3 separate regions of the Mus musculus genome follow, and all the other regions are linked to region 2. Evidence: chromatin contacts called from public Hi-C and HiChIP or PLAC-seq data. All regions are on one chromosome and are shown on one strand. The core of a region is the stretch at or near the end of the contact, and the rest is flanking DNA. Distances in the headings are between cores, read along the strand shown.

Region 1 (3,377 bases), core at 7-2,506, 410 kb before region 2:
ATGGATGGACATGGAGGGCATCATCCTGAGTGAGGTAACACAATCACAAAAGAACTCACATGATATGTACTCACTGATAAGTGGATATTAGCCCAGACACTTAGAATACCCAAGGTACAAGATACAATTTGCAAAACACATGAAAATCAAGAAGAACGAAAACCAAAGTGTGGACACTTTGCCCCTTCTTAGAATTGAGATCAAAACACCGGTGGTGGAAGAAGTTACTGAGACAAAGTTTGGAGCTGAGACGAAAGGATGGACCATCTAGAGACTACCATACCCGGGGATCCATCCTATAATCAGCCTCCAAACATTGACACCATTGCACACACTAGCAAGATTTTGCTGAAAGGACCCTAATATAGCTGTCTCTTGTGAGGCTATGCCGGGGGCCTAGCAAACACAGAAATGGATGCTCACAGTCAGCTATTGGATGGATCACAGGGCCCCCAATGGAGGAGCTAGAGAAAGTATCCAAGGAGCTAAAGGGAACTGCAACTCTATAGGTGGAACAACAATATGAACTAACCAGTGCCCCCCGGAGCTCGTGTCTCTAGCTGCATATGAATCAGAAGATGGTCTAGTCAGCCATCAGTGGAAAGAGAGGCCCATTGGTCGTGCAAACTTTATATGCCTCAGTACAGGGGAATGCCAGGGCCAAGAAGTGGGAGGGGGAGGGGGAGAGGAGTGGGGGGGTATGGGGGACTTTTGGAATAGCAGTGGAAATGTAAATGAAGAAAATATCTAATAAAAATATTTAAAAAGAAAGAAAGAAATGTCTTGAAAACCTCTCTGGGCAGTAATAAGAGGCCAGCTTACTTCCTCAAGAGCAGAACGTGATCCAGTTCATACTTGTATTTGCCTCTAGAAGGTGGTCTTCACTGACTTGGCTTATGAGTTGAGAAGAGAGAAGAAATGCAATTCCTTGTGGATTTTGTACTCAAATCCAGACCTTGGGAAGTCACAGCCTTTTCAGCCGACCTGGGGGGCTACTTGGTGAGGTCTCTTTACAGCTTCTCTAAAATGCACTTTCAAAACAAAAGTTAGAAAGCTCTCTGGCCCTTTCTCAAGAAGGGTCTCTTCCTGTTCAAATCCCATCCTGACCTTTTTGTTGAAGAAGAGTAAAATAATGCAGTAACAAAAACACAAGTGGCTGCCAAAGGAAGAGAGAGGAAAAAAAAAGAAGTTCCTGTAAGGGGCTGAAACAATAAATCTCCTCTCTGCTGACCTCCCAAAGGGAGTGCGTGTATTTCCTCTAGTTCTTTATCAGAATCCCCAAAATAAGTAGGAATGGGCAGCGTCTGCTCACAGTCAGTACACCTTTCCCATTTGCTAATACGGCCTGGCCAGGCTGAGAGGAATCCTTCCCTGCCTTACCCTGGACAGTGAAGCCACTGAGACCATCGGTAGGCACCATGCGGCTGCTTCAAGCGACTGTTCTTTTCTTCCTTTTGTCCAACAGTCTCTGCCACAGTGAGGACGGCAAAGGTACGGTCCTCTTATCTTTTCTGATGGTGTGGGTGAGCTGCTAGGCTCAGTTGATCCTCGGGGGCTTCTCTGATGAGTTGCTGCTTGATTGGCTGAACAGGGTACACAGAGTTAAGTTTGAAAGAGGCGGAGGAGGCAGTGCCACAAGTAGAGAGTTCGTTTCCACTGAAGGGAAATGTTTGCTGGTGTGAGGGCCTGAAAGTGTGTTAAATGGATTCGGAGAACGTCTCAGGAAATGTGTTAACTTTTTAGGGACTAAAAATAGAATTTTGACTTAAAATGTGCTAGTTTAAAACAACGACAAACAAACAAAATTATGGTCTTTTCCGTCATCGGCCCAGAATAATAGTGGATGGGGTAAGAGTGAAAGTCCATCACTGGAAACAGTGCTACCAAAGTCTCCAACAGTACAGCTCTCTTTCAGCTCTGGTAGGTAAAACTCCGTGCAGAAGTGAATGGTGATTCACCATTAGGCGAACACTAGCATCTTAGGGGACTGGGTAAGTGGCCATTGAAATGTATCTACTTTTGTTACAGAAATATATGCACACACAAACATAATTACATAATATTTTGTGTAACTTTCAGAACAAGCCAAACCCACCACCTATGCAGGTAAAACAAACAAACAAACAAACAAACAAACAAACAGATGCATGTTACCCTGAGTTAATGGGCAGTTGAGACAATGTTCACTTTTATTTCTAACTATTCTTAAGTAATACGAAATAAACCACAGTTAAATGTAATAGCTTATTAGGGTCCTGTGCTGGGTAAGGAGAAGAACATAAAAATGAATAAGGTGATTTCCTTGCCCACAGTGGTAAATGTACTATTGAGAGAAAGACGTGAGTGATTCTAGTATTAGACAGATTTAATAAGTATGAAAGCTAAAATGCACGCTACCCAAAGAAGCATTTGGGAAAGATTTGCTCTGACTCTAGGGGACGGGCGGCGTGCACTGTGAGAGGGTATGTGTTTGTGTGTGTGTGTGTGTGTGGGGGGGGGGGGAAGTAATCCAGAAAACTCAGTTCTAATTTTATTTGCCTGTCTCTTTTTCCAAAATTTACTGCCTAAAAGATTTTAATTTATAAAAACAATCAAACGTAGAAAATAATAAAAATCACTGGTCCAACTTGAGTTTACATTTTGCCAGTAATTTTTAAAAATACTGTTATAAACTGAGGATAAGTCTGAAGCATCATACAGTCTCCTATCCTGCATTTCTCCAGAAAGTTATAAGAGAGACTGAGAACTTGGGGTTTTACAAAAGTGCCCATGAGACTGACGACCTGCTTCTAAGTTACTCTTCAGTATGTCTTAGAACAGTTGAAAATGTCAACTCTACGACTTACTGCTCAAAATCGTGTGCCTCGTTAATATCAACTCTGAGAGCCCAAGCTGAGGCTCTTCACCATTGGGATCTACACACCTTAGACTGTGCAGCAGGCTGCCAGCACTTTTTAAATGCTGACTGGACTGCACATCCTGCAAACAAAGAGGAAGAGGGCCAGGGGACTTGTCTCCCTCCTGGGACTGTAAGAAAGAAGCTACCAAGGAGGACTACACAGAATGGCCCACAGATGTTTTCTTTTCTTTTCTTTTTTTTTGGGGGGGGGGGTTGTTTTTTTCAAGACAGGGTTTCTCTGTATAGCCCTGGCTGTCCTGGAACTCACTTTGTAGACCAGGCTGGCCTCCAACTCAGAAATCCGCCTGCCTCTGCCTCCCAAGTGCTGGGATTAAAAGCGTGGGCCACCACCGCCCAACCACAGGGCCCACAGGTGTTTTCTACTGGATCATTTAGGGAAAACACCAGCCTCCTCTAGCTCACTGGTCAAGGGTCCACTCTTGCTTTAAGAGTGGCAGCTTTCTAATGAGTTGTTAGC
Region 2 (3,242 bases), core at 266-2,765:
CTTTCTAGTTTGACTTTGAGGACTCTGACCAAATGGACTATTCATAGTTTTACATGAAGCTTTTCAAGAATGAAACAAAAATCCCTGAAGGTGAAGCAGCTCCTGTCAAAACAGCAAAAGAAAGCCTGAAGGAAAAAAAAACATGTATTAATGCCCCATAGGACATTAATGGCTCTCTGTCCGACTTCGGAGTCATGGCACCTTCATGAGGTGCTTTGGTCTGTGAAGTGCCTACAGTTTGATTTCTTGGTTTATGCTTTTAGTGCACGGACTTCATTTACTTATCTGGGATGTGGGCTTAAGCTGAAGAAGTCTGGGATGCAGGCAGTGGGCCCATCGCCGTTCTGAAAGCATCATTGAATTCTGACTCACCATTTATAGACACTGCCCTGGGCACTGTGTCACTCCCCTCACACCCCATGTCCCGGGTCACTATACCCCTTTTTGGTGCCTGCAATGTGATGACGAGCCATGTCATCAGATAAACTGCTCTCTTCTCTTCATTTACTTGATGTAAATACAGCCGGTGGATGTCACACCAATCAAACAACGCCCGCCCTTCGGCTAGCCAGTGCTTTTCTGCTACTTTGTTGTAAGCACATTGGACCCTCTGAGTCAGGCAAGATACATTGTAGACAACTGCTGGTTAACTCACATCTGAGTGGTTAAATTTAGACTTTATTCTACTGTCCTGAAAAGGGCTAGTTCCCCTTGGAATGTGGGTTTTGTTCCATTCTTGCCAAGTTTCCTGTAAAACTTTTTTTTTTGTTTTGGTTTTGATTTGTTGTTGTTGATGATGGGATGTTTTTGTTTGTTTGTTTGTTTGGGGGGTGTGTTTTTTGTTTTGGTTGGTTGGTTTTGGTTTTTCGAGACAGGGTTTTTCCTTATAGCCCTGGCTGTCCTGGAACTCACTCTGTAGACCAGGCTGACCTAGAACTCAGAAATTGGCCTGCCTCTGCCTCCCAAGAGAGAGGCAAGCCGCACAGGTAGCAGATCCCAGACTGTGGTTCTGGGACTGGCCAATGGAGGGCTCCACGGGCCAATTGCAAGCTGTCTGACTGAAGGCTCTGATCTCTCTCAATGTCTCTGCTAAACTGAGCATTTTTAACAACTTCGTACAGTCGCTGTGAAGCATACAGCGCATATTAGTATTTCACATGTGTTCCTTTCCTTCTCTTCTACCCCAGCCCCAACCCCCAAAATTAACGTTGCCAATTAAATTTGCCAAATAAGGCAAAGGCTACTGAGGTCGATTGCAGCTGCAAGATTAAGTCTCTCTGTCCCACCCAAGTGCTTAAGAAGTGTCCGGCACAATCCAAACTCCAAAGGATGTTAAATGCTGTTCCCCTGCCACCCACTCTAGCCGCCAGGGCCCCAATGCACATTAAAATAAGATTAGGGCAATGATTTAAGCTGAAAATTGGGCTGCCAGAGAAAGCACCGGCCTCACTCCTGGGGGATTAACTATACCTATGGGTACAGAGGCAGGCGCCTCCGGCTAGCTGACGTCAGCGCCCCCGGGTTGTTTTTGCCCCCCGCAGTGTGGGAAGGAATGGGAGTGGGGAGGATGCCGGAGTGCAGTGCCTCGCCAGCGCTAACATAGCCCACTGGCGCCCTCTCGTGGTACTCAGTCGAGTTGTTTCCTTTAAGAAAACAAAGCCAGGAGCCTCCGAATAGATAACTAATGGGACTTCCATACTTGTCCTCCTTCTCTTCCCAGGGTATGGAGAGTTTCCCAGCACGGTCACGGTCACAGAAAGCTGCTGATGAGAGAGTACTGGTACTGCTTTGTGGCAGACCTGAACAAACATCCAGTTTAGGAAGTGATAAGGACTTCAATATTTGGAGAGAGTTCTGGAATGTTCTTAGCAGTCTTCACAAAGAAAGCAGACTGCAGCAGAGGAGAGAGATTTAGACTGCCCTCCGTGAGCCAGCTTCTCATGGCGACAGCCTGGCTGACACTGCAAATGAGGCCCTGTGTTAGATCCACTCCACAGACTTAAGACAAGGCGTGGACCAGAGTCTCCAACAGCCTTGCTCAACAACAAAACAACAAACAGGAGGCAGTTACAGCTCCCGCCTTTCTACTTCCTGTGTCTATTTCACGAATCATGCCGAAAATAAGCAGTTAAGCTCTATCGTGCTGAGGAATAAATAATAAATGATTCTGACTCGACAGCAGGCAGATCTGGAGAGGAGAAATATTTTGTACACGCTGCCTTACTTCAGCAGGTGAGAGGAAGAAGACGCGTTCTGCAGACCTCCACCTGCCAATGAAGCACTGTGGTTCACAGGAGACAACATTCACTCACATCCCAACACAACCAGAAACATACACACACGTGTACACACACACATACATAGACACACAGTCATACACATCACACACACAGACACACACAGACACACACAAACATATACACACACATACACACATGCATAAACACACAGTTACACATACACACACAAACATATACACACACATACAAACATGCATAAACACACAGTTACACACATACACACAAACATATACACACACATACACACATGCATAAACACACAGTTACACATACACACACACCAGAAATGTAACTTGGTAATGTTTGATTAAGGAAACAGGAAGCCATTAGCTATCTCTGAACTCTGAGCTCCTGTTACAAACCACCACATCAACAAACTGAACGAGTATTTATTTGTTCACTTATTTATTTTGAAACATATTGGTTCCCTGAAGCCCAGTCTGGCCTTGAACTCCTGGTTGTCCTGCATCTGCCTTCTGAGTTCTGTGCATTCATACCTAAGCCACCACACATAACAGGTGTATATGTTTTGTCACAGAAAGCAGGGAGTTCAGTCCATCATCAACAGCCCCATCCTTCAACCAGTTATAGGCAGCCTCCTGCACTGGTTTGCCTTCTGTTGATATGATAAAACATCAAGCAAAAAAAACAAGTGGGGAAGGAAAGTTTTACCTTACCACTTATAGCTCACCATGAAGGAAACTCAGGGTAGAAACTAAGGACGACCCACGAAGACAAAGGGAGCAGAAGAGCAATCGGGGCCTGGATGGCTGTGAACTTCTGGGACTTAGCTTCAGAGAGATAGCTCATCGTATTGCTACAGGGGTGAATTATATAAGAGTTCTGAGGGTTGCCTACAGGAAGAGCTGATTGGTCACAAAACAGCACCGAATTATCATCTGGACAAGAAGAAGAGCCAAGACTCGTGTACTGAATCACAAA
Region 3 (3,109 bases), core at 267-2,766, 300 kb after region 2:
AATGAGTAGGCTGGCAACACACAGTGATCTCAAGTGACCATGATGAGTCTGTGAAGCAGGTCTTAGTAAACAGAGGCACAGGAAGTTCAACAGAGTTAAGCGGCCAAGGTCACAGAGCTAATCGATACTGGTGACATTAAATGAGACCTTCAGGTTCTCCCCACAAGGTGATGCCCATTTGTAAAAGCTTCACTTTGCACAACTAACAAGAGGATCTACCATGTTCCTCTTGTAAAGAAGAAACATAATCTATATGTTGTAAGCTAAAGCAAACGGCAGGGGAGGTTTCCCCCTACAATCGTACTGCTCATTTGTAAATGCACAGAATCTTATTTCTCTACCAGTTTCAAAGAAGGGCTGATGGAACTTACCAAGGACACACAGACTGCTGGTAGTGACCAAAGGAGAAAATGAGAGAGGGCAAAATACAAAGCCTGGCTGAATTTCCACTCATCTTTGCCTCTTTGTCCTGCGCTTTATCAGTTCTTCCATGTTTAAATAACGTTCCATCGCGACGACCGGCTTGCTTTCAGACTGAGAGGTTCTCTTTATTAAGTTGCCACTATAAATCTGCTTGATTGATATGTTAAACTAATAAAATAGGATTTGGCTGCAAGTAGGCAAATAAGCTCCAAACCTAACAGATTTTGAAAGTAGTAGAGGAGGGAGATAGGATGCCATGGAGCCCTGTGCATCCTCCTCAGTCACAGCAGACCCCACGGTGGGGGAGAAGGGTTAGATTTCAGACCAGGAGCCACAAAGCACAGGTGGTACCTACTGGGGGCTGCTTAGCACATCCTCCCCCCCCCCCCCACCAACCCCGAGATTCCCACAGGTTTCCATTCTGAACCCAGGCTGGGTTTTGCACACCTACGGTGCTTTCTATCCTGATCTTTGTTTTTTAGGGGGAGAGAAACTGGAAGATCAGGCACTGGCTATGAGAAGGAAGATGCTGTTTCTGTTGGACCAGAGGGGAGCCTGAAACCAAAAAAAATAAAGACAGCATCTTCATCACCAGGGTCTTTTCAAACAATAAAATCGGGTCTGTCTCTTTATCATTGCTCTGCAGACACTATTCAGGTGAATCTGGGCAGGCAGCACACTGTCTCTGCTTGTTTGACTAGGTCTTTGATGGGTGATGGTGTCACATGACAACCAATGGGACATCAGTCTCAGATGCCTGGCAGACTTTGCCCGACACGGTCAGGGTCCTGACTGAATTGTCAGTTCAATGTTATTATTATTATTATTTTTTTATTCATCCTTCTCTGAGTCAGGGGTCTTTTGCCTCCAATTAACTTATTGACCACACCGAACGCAACCTGATTGAAGGTTGAAGTTTAAGGTAAAACGTGAAGCTGATGACAATTTGATAAGAAGGCCCAGAGGCTATAAATACGTGTGTGAGATTTGGGAGGACGTGGTCATGCCCTTCCCAGCAAGCACACAGCAGATTCACAGTGCTGTTTACTGAAGTGCTCTAAATTTAGAAGAGGCAAGTCTAATGGAGCCTGGCTCTGTGAGTCAGCCAAGAGCCATCTGATCCTCCCTAACAGGGCCCTGCAGAGGAGAGAGAATGCTGAGGCCCCTGCGGGGGAATCACCTCCAGGGTCGATTCCTGAGACCAAGCAGAGCCTTGCTGGTCAGAAAGTTTGCATGGAAGACTCAAGTTTGCAGAGCAGACTCACCCACAGATCCAGGCTGGAAGAGACAAAGGGGGACATTCTTGGGCAGTTCTGGCCAGCTTCCCAGGGCTTCAAACTTGTGGTACAACTGGTTGAATCTTCTCTAGAGGTGAAGACTGTGAACGAATCTTCAAGGCTGGAGACACAGGACATTGGTGACAGCCTGGAATCCTGAATCTTTATCTGGTTTTTAAAAAGCCACAATAGCTTTTATGCTTAGATTTTTATGTATATGAAATCTTTACAATTGCAGAAATGGTATTTCTTCACATGTACTTCAAAAAATTTTTTCTTTTTAATTTAAAAACTGTCTGGCTTGCTCAAGAATGAGTTTTTCAGCAGCTGATATTGCCATATGATTAAATTAAGACCATTTAAGACAAAAAGATACCCATTGTTTCATTCTCTTCATTTCCTTTCTTTCTTCCTCTCTCTCTCCCTCTCTCTCTCCCTCTCTCTCTCCCTCTCTTTCTTTCTTTCTTTCTTTCTTTCTTTCTTTCTTTCTTTCTTTAATTTCTTTTTTTTTTTCCCATGGGATGGGTGTTCAAGACTGAGTTTCTCTATATAGCCTTGGCTGTCCTGGAACTCACTCTGTAGTAGGCTACTCTCAAACTCAGAGATCTGCCTGTCTCTGCCCCTGACTGCTGGGATTAAAAGTATGCACTACCACAGCCCTGGTAGATACACCTTTTTTTTTTTCCCCAAAGGAAATTTCTTGAACTTGACCTAAAGTAATTGTCAGTGATTTGTTATTTTCCATGAACAGATATTAATCTCAGTTTAATTACAAAAAGGAAATGTCAATAAAATATATTCACTGGCCTTGAGGGCCTCACAATGTGTTACCCTGTAAAGATCTGAGTTGGGGATGCTCAGACACGAGGCTGGGCATGATGTAAAGGAAAACAAGATGTGGCAAAACATTTGGCACAAGTTAGCTATGGTTTCTAGTGGGTATTAAGGTTTAAACTGGGTTTTAAGAAGATGCTATAAGTAAGATTTAAGAGTCATACTAGGGTGGAGTGAGGAAGAAGTAATTGCTAACAATGAATGGAGGTGGCTGGAACAGAAATGGGAGCACTGGGCTCCTTCCTCCTGGTCAACCCTCCCCACTGGCCCTATCCCATCTGGCTCTTACCTAGCATAGAGCACGAGGCTCCCAACTTGTCTTTCTGCTTCTTCAGCTCCGAGCCCTCCATTGAAGTCTCTTTTCCATACAGCATTATCACTCAGGGCTTTGATGTACAAATCACTTATTCCTTAGTACATTTATAAAGCTATGCTCAGCATTCAAGGAGATGTGGACCGGCAGGCAAGGCAGTCAGTTAAGGAGATTGGAACCTCTACCCAGGGCTAGCCAGTTCTCCAGGAGGAGCGGAGAGGGAACCACGTTGCAGAGAATAATAGTTGAGTGCAAGCAACAA

The links. A called contact is a pair of places that touch in the nucleus more often than the background predicts. HiChIP or PLAC-seq counts read pairs in DNA pulled down with a chosen protein or histone mark.
Region 1: a contact with region 2 is called in a Hi-C map of uterus, with 3 times the contacts expected there. The contact joins the promoter of Emcn here to the enhancer-like site in region 2. A contact is called at or near these places in 10 of 39 promoter capture datasets (the 3T3-L1 cell line, embryonic stem cells, hippocampal neurons and 2 more) and 1 of 484 Hi-C or Micro-C datasets (uterus).
Region 3: a FOXA1 HiChIP or PLAC-seq map of pancreatic cancer cells shows a contact between it and region 2. The contact joins two enhancer-like sites. A contact is called at or near these places in 1 of 39 promoter capture datasets (embryonic stem cells), 1 of 115 datasets of contacts at active chromatin or transcription factors (pancreatic cancer cells) and 2 of 9 other capture datasets (embryonic stem cells and liver).

The regions. Positions count from the first base shown.
Region 1 is chr3:137,339,822-137,343,198 of GRCm38.p6, forward strand. Emcn (endomucin) reads left to right here and starts at 1,257. Exons shown (of 12, transcript NM_001163522.1): 1 at 1,257-1,491. The coding sequence starts at 1,419.
Region 2 is chr3:137,751,501-137,754,742 of GRCm38.p6, forward strand. No RefSeq gene overlaps it. Among named protein-coding and RNA genes, the nearest start is that of Mir6380, 30 kb to the right of the region's middle. Within about 2 kb of position 1,516, at least 96 of the 459 cell types and tissues checked have an H3K27ac peak or open chromatin away from gene starts, as enhancers often do. A contact at or near this core is called in hippocampal neurons, pancreatic cancer cells and uterus, where this site is marked.
Region 3 is chr3:138,052,610-138,055,718 of GRCm38.p6, forward strand. It overlaps Gm5105 (predicted gene 5105), which reads right to left. Exons shown (of 4, transcript NR_037975.1): 2 at 1,689-1,821. Among named protein-coding and RNA genes, the nearest start is that of 1110002E22Rik, 8.1 kb to the right of the region's middle. Within about 2 kb of position 1,517, at least 88 of the 459 cell types and tissues checked have an H3K27ac peak or open chromatin away from gene starts, as enhancers often do. A contact at or near this core is called in pancreatic cancer cells, where this site is marked.